Linked DNA regions of Mus musculus: all the other regions are linked to region 2. Evidence: chromatin contacts called from public Hi-C and promoter capture Hi-C data. All regions are on one chromosome and are shown on one strand. Each heading gives the region's core, a stretch centred on a gene start, on an enhancer-like site or on the middle of the called end of the contact. The rest is flanking DNA. Distances are from core to core; before and after follow the strand shown.

What was found. Promoter capture Hi-C pulls out the DNA fragments that hold promoters and counts their contacts. A called contact is a pair of places that touch in the nucleus more often than the background predicts.
Region 1: a Hi-C map of rod photoreceptor shows a contact between it and region 2, with 5 times the contacts expected there. The contact joins the promoter of Pde7a here to the promoter of E2f5 in region 2. A contact is called at or near these places in 3 of 39 promoter capture datasets (cranial neural crest, frontonasal cranial neural crest and pre-B cells) and 1 of 484 Hi-C or Micro-C datasets (rod photoreceptor).
Region 3: a contact with region 2 is called in a promoter capture Hi-C map of pre-B cells. The contact joins the promoter of Armc1 here to the promoter of E2f5 in region 2. A contact is called at or near these places in 2 of 39 promoter capture datasets (frontonasal cranial neural crest and pre-B cells).

Annotation. Positions count from the first base shown.
Region 1 is chr3:19,310,066-19,312,765 of GRCm38.p6, forward strand. It overlaps Pde7a (phosphodiesterase 7A), which reads right to left and starts at 1,257. Exons shown (of 13, transcript NM_001122759.2): 1 at 799-1,257. The coding sequence starts at 936.
Region 2 is chr3:14,577,287-14,579,986 of GRCm38.p6, forward strand. E2f5 (E2F transcription factor 5) reads left to right here and starts at 1,385. Exons shown (of 8, transcript NM_007892.2): 1 at 1,385-1,737. The coding sequence starts at 1,534.
Region 3 is chr3:19,161,752-19,164,451 of GRCm38.p6, forward strand. Armc1 (armadillo repeat containing 1) reads right to left here and starts at 1,344. Exons shown (of 7, transcript NM_028840.3): 1 at 1,159-1,344.

The sequences.
Region 1 (2,700 bases), core at 7-2,506, 4.7 Mb after region 2:
GGCTGAGGCTCACTGATTGGAGTCTAGACCAGCAAATGTAAGCACACTCCTCCAGTACCCGTCCCAAAAGTAATCTCATAAACACAGAACTTCTGGCAGCAGGCAATGAGGGCACCAGGTTCATATGTAAACAAAGTAAAATTCTTCCTCTTTATTCTAAATCTGGCAACCAAATTTAACCCAACTAAAGAGCTGAGCCAAGGACGTCACAGAAAAAAATTTTTTTTTTTTTAATGTTCAACAGCAACTGGTGTTGGGCCATCGGAAACAAAGTCCTTTGTGAATGCTCATCAGTGGTTTCTGAACTAAAGCCGCCTTTATCAAGCGAGAAAACTGATTGGAAACCATCAACTTTGCACACTAGTTCCTGACACCTAGGCCCCTTCCCTACAAAGCAGCAGTTCGCAGTTCGGGTGAGGACCACAATGGGACCACTAGGCCTATTGTTCTGAGAAACTCAGCACCCGCAGCGCTGCAAGGCTCGAGAACCTGCACAGGTGTGGGGGAGGGCTAGGGGGTGGGGGGCGAAAAGGTGAGCTCAGGGTCATGACTAAGGGGACAAGAGGCCCAACTGGTAGGAGACACAGAGAAAGGAGGGGAGGATAAAGTCATGGCTTGGGGCTACCAGCGGGCGTGACGGGTTAGCCGCGGCGAGGGTCGCAGAGGCCAGGGGCACCGAGCACAGCCGAGGGTGAAAGACTCCGGGAAGGGGAGGCCAGCCTACCGAGGCGGGAACAATGGCCCGAGTCCCTCCAGAAGACAAAAGCACCGAGCTGCGGGCCCCGGGGCGGCGGTTACCTGCGAGAGCTGCCGGGGATGCGGGCAGCCGAAGAGCGCGGAGCTGGAGCTGAAGCTGATGGCTCCTCGGCGGCTGAGGACGTGCTGGGGGACCGGCCTGTCCAGGGGCAGCACCGGCAGCTGGTAGCATACTTCCATTGAACACGTCCGCCTTGGATCCGCGCGGCGCCCGCCAGTCCGCGGTCGCCCGCCCCTGCGCTACGAGGGGGCCGCGCCGCGGGGACCCGGGGCCGAGGCGCGCGCGGGGCGGGCGGCGCTAGTGGCCGCCGACGCCTCCCGGCCCTCCGCGCGGCTGGCGGCGGGAAGGGCTGCAGCGGGCTCGGGAAGCCGGGCGGGCGGCGTTAAAGGGGAACCCGCCGCCCAGGCGCTCCGCGGCGCGAGAGCTGGCCCGGGCCGCGAGCACGGGCGCGGAGCGTAGAGCAGTTCGGCCGCCGGAGCCCTGCCCCCTCCCCTCCCCCGAGCCTCACTCCGCTCCGCCGCCGGCGCGAGCCCGGCGTAATTCACACTTTGCAGCAGCGGACCCTGCGCCAACCACGGCCGCCGCCACCGTGACGTCACGACGCCGCGCCGCATGCCCCGCGCCCCGCGCCGCCGCCGCGCCCAGGAGCCCGCCGGCTGTCCGGACAGGGCTGCTCGCGTCCGCTGCGCTAGGCGCCGCGCCGCGCCGCGCCGCGCCCCGCGCCCCCCCGGCCCCTCCCGCCTCCCCGCAGCTCCCTCCCCGCAACCCGCGGCGCGTGCGCAGGAGAGTTACGTGGGGCATCCTCGGGCGCACCGACCCGGAGTTTGTTCGGCCTACCGGATCGGCGCTGTTTCGTCCGACAGATCCAAAATGCCCAGAGCACCGGGCGCCCTCTCCGTGCTCCGCCCGTCGGGGCACCGCGCGCGTCCCCTGTGGAATTCCCGTACTAGGGCGTCGCGGGAGGCCGCTGCGGCGGTGACGCCAGCAGATCTCGGGGGCTCAGTGCTCCCGCTATGTCACCGTCCGTGCCCTACCTAGGCAAGGTTCCAGTGGCTTCCCTTGGCAAGTGAGGCCCCAGACTTTCGGGGCCTGCAGAGCAGAAAAAGACCAAAAACTCCCGAGCGAGAAGGAGGGTCTTTGGATGGAGAAAAGTGAAATTCTGCAACCAAGAAAATGAGAAATGACGATATTGGGAAGACAAAGATGACAAAGAGACCAAAAGTTCCCCTAGCCAACCATCGCCCTTCTTTGTTAGTGTTTGCTGGCTAGGATGTAAGAGAGCTTTTCACCTGTTTTGGTAAGGTGAGGATATAATTTGCTTGTTCTTTTAAGTTTCTGCCCCAAACTGCCAAAGCTTTTCTGCAGGAGCCGACTGTTTCTGATGCTTTGAGCATCAGATACTTTTAGCATGAACGAGCTCCACACCCCCACCCCCACCCCCGCCCCCTGGCAAAATAGATTTGGATCATTTCTCAGGGCATCTAGTCTCCCAGTTATTTAAGATTGGCAAGGTGGCAGGTCTTAGAAGAAGTACAGTGCTGAGCCTGGGCTTAATGATGCTATAAATTGAGTACCGAGTGTACATGATCAGATAAACGGACAAAGGTGGAAGGTGTATTCTTTTATTATTTAAACCTCGTGCCCCTGTGTATTTTCTACATGCCAGGTCTTCATCATGTTTTACGATCCGTTCTGTGTCATGGAATTTGCCTTCACTAGATGAAGAAGCACTAATGAGATTCTTTTAGTGCAGCAACTGATCTCACTGCTTTTGAAATCCTAATTAGTCCCTGTAGTAGATGTGTTAAGCATCTCACTTGGGATTACACCGAGCACTGTGGGCCACTTAGTCTTCAGAAAGTCGTTTATCAGCTGACTAAATTGGAAGTAGATTCCTAGAAACAAACTTGCCCTACACCTAGGACAGATAAATCTCAAGAACT
Region 2 (2,700 bases), core at 135-2,634:
GGACATTTGTTCACCTATGTTCACAGCAGCTTTATTCATAATAGCCGGAAACTGGAAACAACCTACATTCCCTCAATCGAACAATGGATTTAAAGATAAAATAAGTGGTACATTATCACAATGGAGTATTACTCGGTTGTTTAAAAAAAAAAATGACATCATGAAATATACTGGCAAATTGATGGAACTCAAAAACCTCATCCTGAGTGAAGTAACCCAAACTCAGAAAGATGAACATGGTACATACTCACTTATAAGTGGATCTTAGCTGTAAAGTAAACATAATGCTACAATCCCCAGACCCAGAAAGACTAAGTAACAAGACAGGCTAAAGAGGGTATCTCTCTGGAAAGGGTCAGTGGAATAGAATCTGCAGGTGGATTGGGGGGGCAGACGGGGATTTTAAGTGTTGCAGCTCTGAAGGAAAATGCTTCCCCTACAGAAGTTTTGCTCCAGACGCCTGGAAAAATTTTGGTTTAAAATTGTTTTCAGGATTTACTAGTTAATGCTGTCAGTTTCTCCTCGCGTTTTGTTTTTTTGTTTTTTTTTTTCCCTACTGTTAATTTGGGCATTCTTGCATGAAGGATATGTCTTCATTAATTCCTGCCAAATGATGTTTTTAGTCACCTACTACTTGTTAAGTGTGAAGGATATTCAACAGGTGCGAATACCAAGTTGTTTAAGATCTTGGGTTTTTTTTTGTTTTTGTTTTTTGTTTTTTGTAAACTTTTATTTATTTACATTCCAAATGTTACCCCCCCTTCCAGGTAGCCCCTCCAAAAGTTCTTCATCCCATACCCCCTTCCCTTTGCCTCTGAGAGGTTGCTCCCCACACTACCCCGACCCATCTTACCCACCCAAGGTGTTGAAGATTTTAATCCTGAGTCTCAAGTTTGCAAATAAAAAATGTGGGAGCACATTTCCTCCTCTTATATCTGTGATCTTACTATCGAGCCATAGTTTACGATGTCAATAAGTCAAAAGATGCTGCGATTGTCTCAATAATAGAATTATTGGGGAGCAAAAGAGTATAATTTTGTAAAGAACACTAAAGGCAGGTAAGGAAAGAGCTGGGGGTCTACTTCCTTCACCGTCAAGGCTCAGGTGCTTCTGTTTGCAGAAAAGGCTTTGGAAAAGACTGAAGGTCAGAGTCCCAAAACCTTCCGGGACGCGGCGTTCTCCTATTTACGCGAAGATGAGCCTTACAATACTTGCACCTGATCAGGGATGAGCGCTCCAGGCCGACCAAAAGCACGCTCCGCCTGAGGGAACCCGACTGCCCCGCCCCTCCGCGGAGAGTGCGTTACTAGGCAACGCCGCGCGGCGTCACTTCCTGCCATTTAAACTCGGGCCCACCCTCGCGGCGCTGGCCGCTCGTGTGAATCCGCGCGCTCTGTGGTGCCGTGCGCGAGCCGCGCGGCTCCGGGGACTGGTGGACGCGGGGCGCGCCGTGGGCGGGGAGCGGAGTCCGCGCACCTCCTCTGCCGGTGGCGGAGCGGCTCCTCGCCAGAGGACAGCAGGGCCGCGGCGGTGATGGCGGCGGCGGAGCCCACGAGCTCTGCTCAGCCCACGCCGCAGGCCCAGGCTCAGCCGCCGCCGCATGGGGCGCCATCCTCGCAGCCGTCCGCGGCGCTCGCGGGGGGCAGCAGCCGGCACGAGAAGAGCCTGGGCTTGCTTACCACCAAATTCGTGTCGTTGCTGCAGGAGGCGCAGGACGGCGTCCTGGATCTCAAAGCGGTGAGCGGGGATGGGGAGGGCGAGGCCCGCCCGAGGGTGCTGGGTCCACCACCCCCACTGCGCCGAGACTCCGGACCCGGAGGGGCCGGGATGGATGCGGGGGCCCCACCGACCGGCCACCGCGCGGCCCTGGCCACAAAGGAGCACCCGGAGCGAGCGCCCAGGAATTCGCGCTCTGCTCTGGACTCGCTTAAGGACCGACCGCTCTGCAGAACTTCATTCCTGTTTTGAAGAACTTTCATGCCAGTTCTTCGGAATGAAAGAGGAAAAGAGAAAACTTTCCACACCTCCTCTAAAGTAGTAGTTTTTAGAAGGGGACATTCTTCATCGAGAATTAAGAATTGGGAAGTAAGATTGGATTTGTTGGCTTAATTTAGAATCTTTCTACTTTCTAGACCTGAGATTTGCGGTCACACAGAGAGGGGTCATTTTGTGCCGTTCAGACTAAGTGGTGAAATTACTTAGTAAGCTTTATCTGGTTTTATAAGGATGTTTGCTTCGTTCTTTGCTATGGTTCGGATTTTTTTCAAACAACAACGTCCATTTAAAGCAGTTCAGTCATAGTGATTTAACCGTTCCTGGCAAAACTTGGAAGGATTCCACAACGCAGGGAAAGGGGAACAGTATGGGATCGTGCGAATTAAAATTCAGCTAGTACAAGGAGGTTCAGAAAGAGCCAATACTTCAAAAATAAACAAAATTGCTAGTTTACAGTCACAGCGAATAGCCTCTTATGACTCCTCACAGCTCCTGGCTTGAAGCTATTACCATCCTCAAGACCGTGGGTGGCCAAGGCATAGGAAATAGGAGTCTTAACAGGAGAAGCCTGCCTTCCAGAACTCTGCTGAGTGTCCTGTCCTGGCCCAGTGGGAGGCGCTGGCTTGTTGGCACTTGGATTCCCCCCTTTTCCTGGGTGTAGATGCCAGTTAGTGTCGGTTCATATTTGGAAATGTTACTCCTGGG
Region 3 (2,700 bases), core at 94-2,593, 4.6 Mb after region 2:
TGATGTCTACTTTAAGAGTTGGGACGGCTAAGTTAAAACTCTCAAGAGACACATTCATTTTCTGAAAAGGGAAACGTCGTGCAAATGACAAAAGCTTTGTTCTCATTTTTCTGTATCTCAGTCTGAGTAGAGGTCACAGTGCATAGGACGTATGCCTTTACTTTTTCTTCTCCTTACTTAGCTCTGGCTGACCTATGTAGTTGAGATGAGCCTGAAACTAGGAGGGATCTGCCTGCCAATAGCTACCAAAGCAGGGATTAAAGGCATACCATCACGACCCAAACTTATTTTCTCTTCCTTGGCTCTATGTTGACAAACAGAACCCTTCGCAAACTTTAAGGACACTGCGATCACCTAAGGGACCTTGCCAAAAGTAAGTTCAAGCTCAGTGGGTGTAAGTGGGTCTGGGAATCTGAGATGTCCAACCAGCTTCCAGATGAGGATGCCAACGGGCAAGAAGTCTTGAAGCACGGAGTTAGAGACACGCGAGACATCAGTGTCTGGGCAGATGTCAGAAAGGTATTCCTTTTCTTATAGCTAAGAATCACCACTTAGTTAATAGAAGTATTTAGCCCTCACGTGCTAAGAGCTGCTGCGGGCACACACTTATCCTAAATCCTTAATGATTAAGCCGGGTTGAAAAGCAACTACCACTATCAAACGCCGAGACCCGATCTGGCTTCTCCTTGCAATTATAACTGTAACTCTTTTGGAATTGAATTACCGTCTCCAAGCCTCAGTTTCTTCAGGTAGCAGTTTTGAGCGGGTAACAGGGTGGGAAAAAAAAAAGGCAAGACAGTAAAATGTCTGGCAAGTACCATGCAAGCACAGAACTAACCCAGTGGGAAACTTCTACTGCAAGCGCTGAGGAGACAGTATCACCAAAGGAGCAGCTAAGTGCACAAATGCCCACCACCTGTGTACACGAGTTTCTCTTGAATGGAGGCCTGCGCGCAGAGGCTCGCAGATTTACAGAAAGAACGCCGCGACATGGACACCCGCTACTCGTAGGGCGGGCTGGCTGGTCAGAAGGAAGAGGAGAGAAGAGCACGTCCGGAGCCGTCCGAGGCAGCCCGCGGGATGCCGGCAGGAGGCGGGCGCAGCGGCCGGCCCGCGCAGCAGCGGCCCCTCGGCCCCACCTCGGCCCCGGCTACGTACCCTCCAGAGCTCCGGGCGTCCGGAGCCTGCCGCAGCATCAGAGCCGCACCCACCACGGCGGACAACGGGCGGCGAAGACCCCGAGCCACGGCCCGACTCAAAGAACCACAGGGCTGAGTCGCTGGCGGCGGAGGAGCTGCAGGCTCCGCGGTGACCCTGTCACCTCTGCTGGCTTTATTATCCCATTGGCTGAAAATGAAGCAACGTGAGGAAGGACACCCAACCAGAGGCGGGATGTTCTCAAACCTAGTAGCTCATTGGTGAGCTAGACCGGACCTATGAGGACCCAGAACACTGAATTGGAACCAAGGGCTCGCCGTCCACGGAGTGCTAAACAAATTTACAGCCATCGTGGCTCCGCGACTACAATTCCCAGGGTTCCCGCGGCAGGAAGGGCTTCTGCTTCTGTGTGCAGACACGCGAACAGAATAGTTTATCTTCAGCAAGTCTTCCAGGTCTGATAAAACAACCTGTAACCCTTCATCCACGTCTGTGCGTCTTTACCCAGAATCTTCGGACGTTTTTTTGTAGTTTTTACTATGAACGTCGACACTGTTTGGCCTCTCTGGATTTCGTTCATTTCTTTTCAGTGCTGCTTTCTAGCAAAGCGAGGGATGCGAAGTGCTTTTGTTGGGTTGGCCTAAGTGATTTGACATTGAAAAGAATTTTGTCTTTTCTCTTGTCAGAGACTTGTGTTAAGAGAGTTCTCCAGTTCATCATGAAGTTTTGTTAATGCTGTTTTCTATTTATCAAAGTAAAGACATACTTGTTTTATCGATACTAGTTACCGAGGAGTTGCTCTAGGTACGTTTTATTTTCCAAAGTATTTCTGAAATTGTTATCCAAGTCTCGCAGGCTAATCTGAAAATAATACATCCATCCACACTCCTTTTTGATCTTCGTTTCTACAATCTTATTCTGACGTGTTGCTCATACATTAAAGTTACAGGGACTTTGTTGTTATTCTTGTTACAAGGAATTTGAAAGGGCTTTAATTTGGAAAGGATGTGGAAGACACCACACCGGACTGTATTCTACGCTATTATCTCCAATATTTTGTAAGTGAATTTATAAACCAGACCGCCACGGCGGAATCTGAGCACTAAGTAGGTAAAGGCTGAAGGCAGACCATTTCAAGTTCAAGCCCAGTTTAGGCTAACTAAAGCTTCACAGAAACCTTGACTTAAAAAGAAAAAAAAAGAAGAAGAAGAAGAAGAACAAAAGAGTCCATCTCTTGAGTTTCTTAATGTTCCCGTGCTCTTGGTTATCTTATTATTAAAACCCAAAATGAAAACAAGTCCAAAGTAAAGCTTGGTAGAAAACAAGAACAAGACTCTAAATAACCATCTCACCTACAGGCAAAAGCCAGTCTGTGTGCTTTATTCACAAAGCCAAGACAGGGATTAGTGGTAAGAGAACATTGAGCCTAAATTAAAAACAGTGAATGTAGAAAGCAGGAAAAAAAAAAAAAAAAAGTAAATATACTAAGTCCAAGGGGCATACCCAGTACAGCACAACCTATCTGGCTGAGTAAGTGAAGAC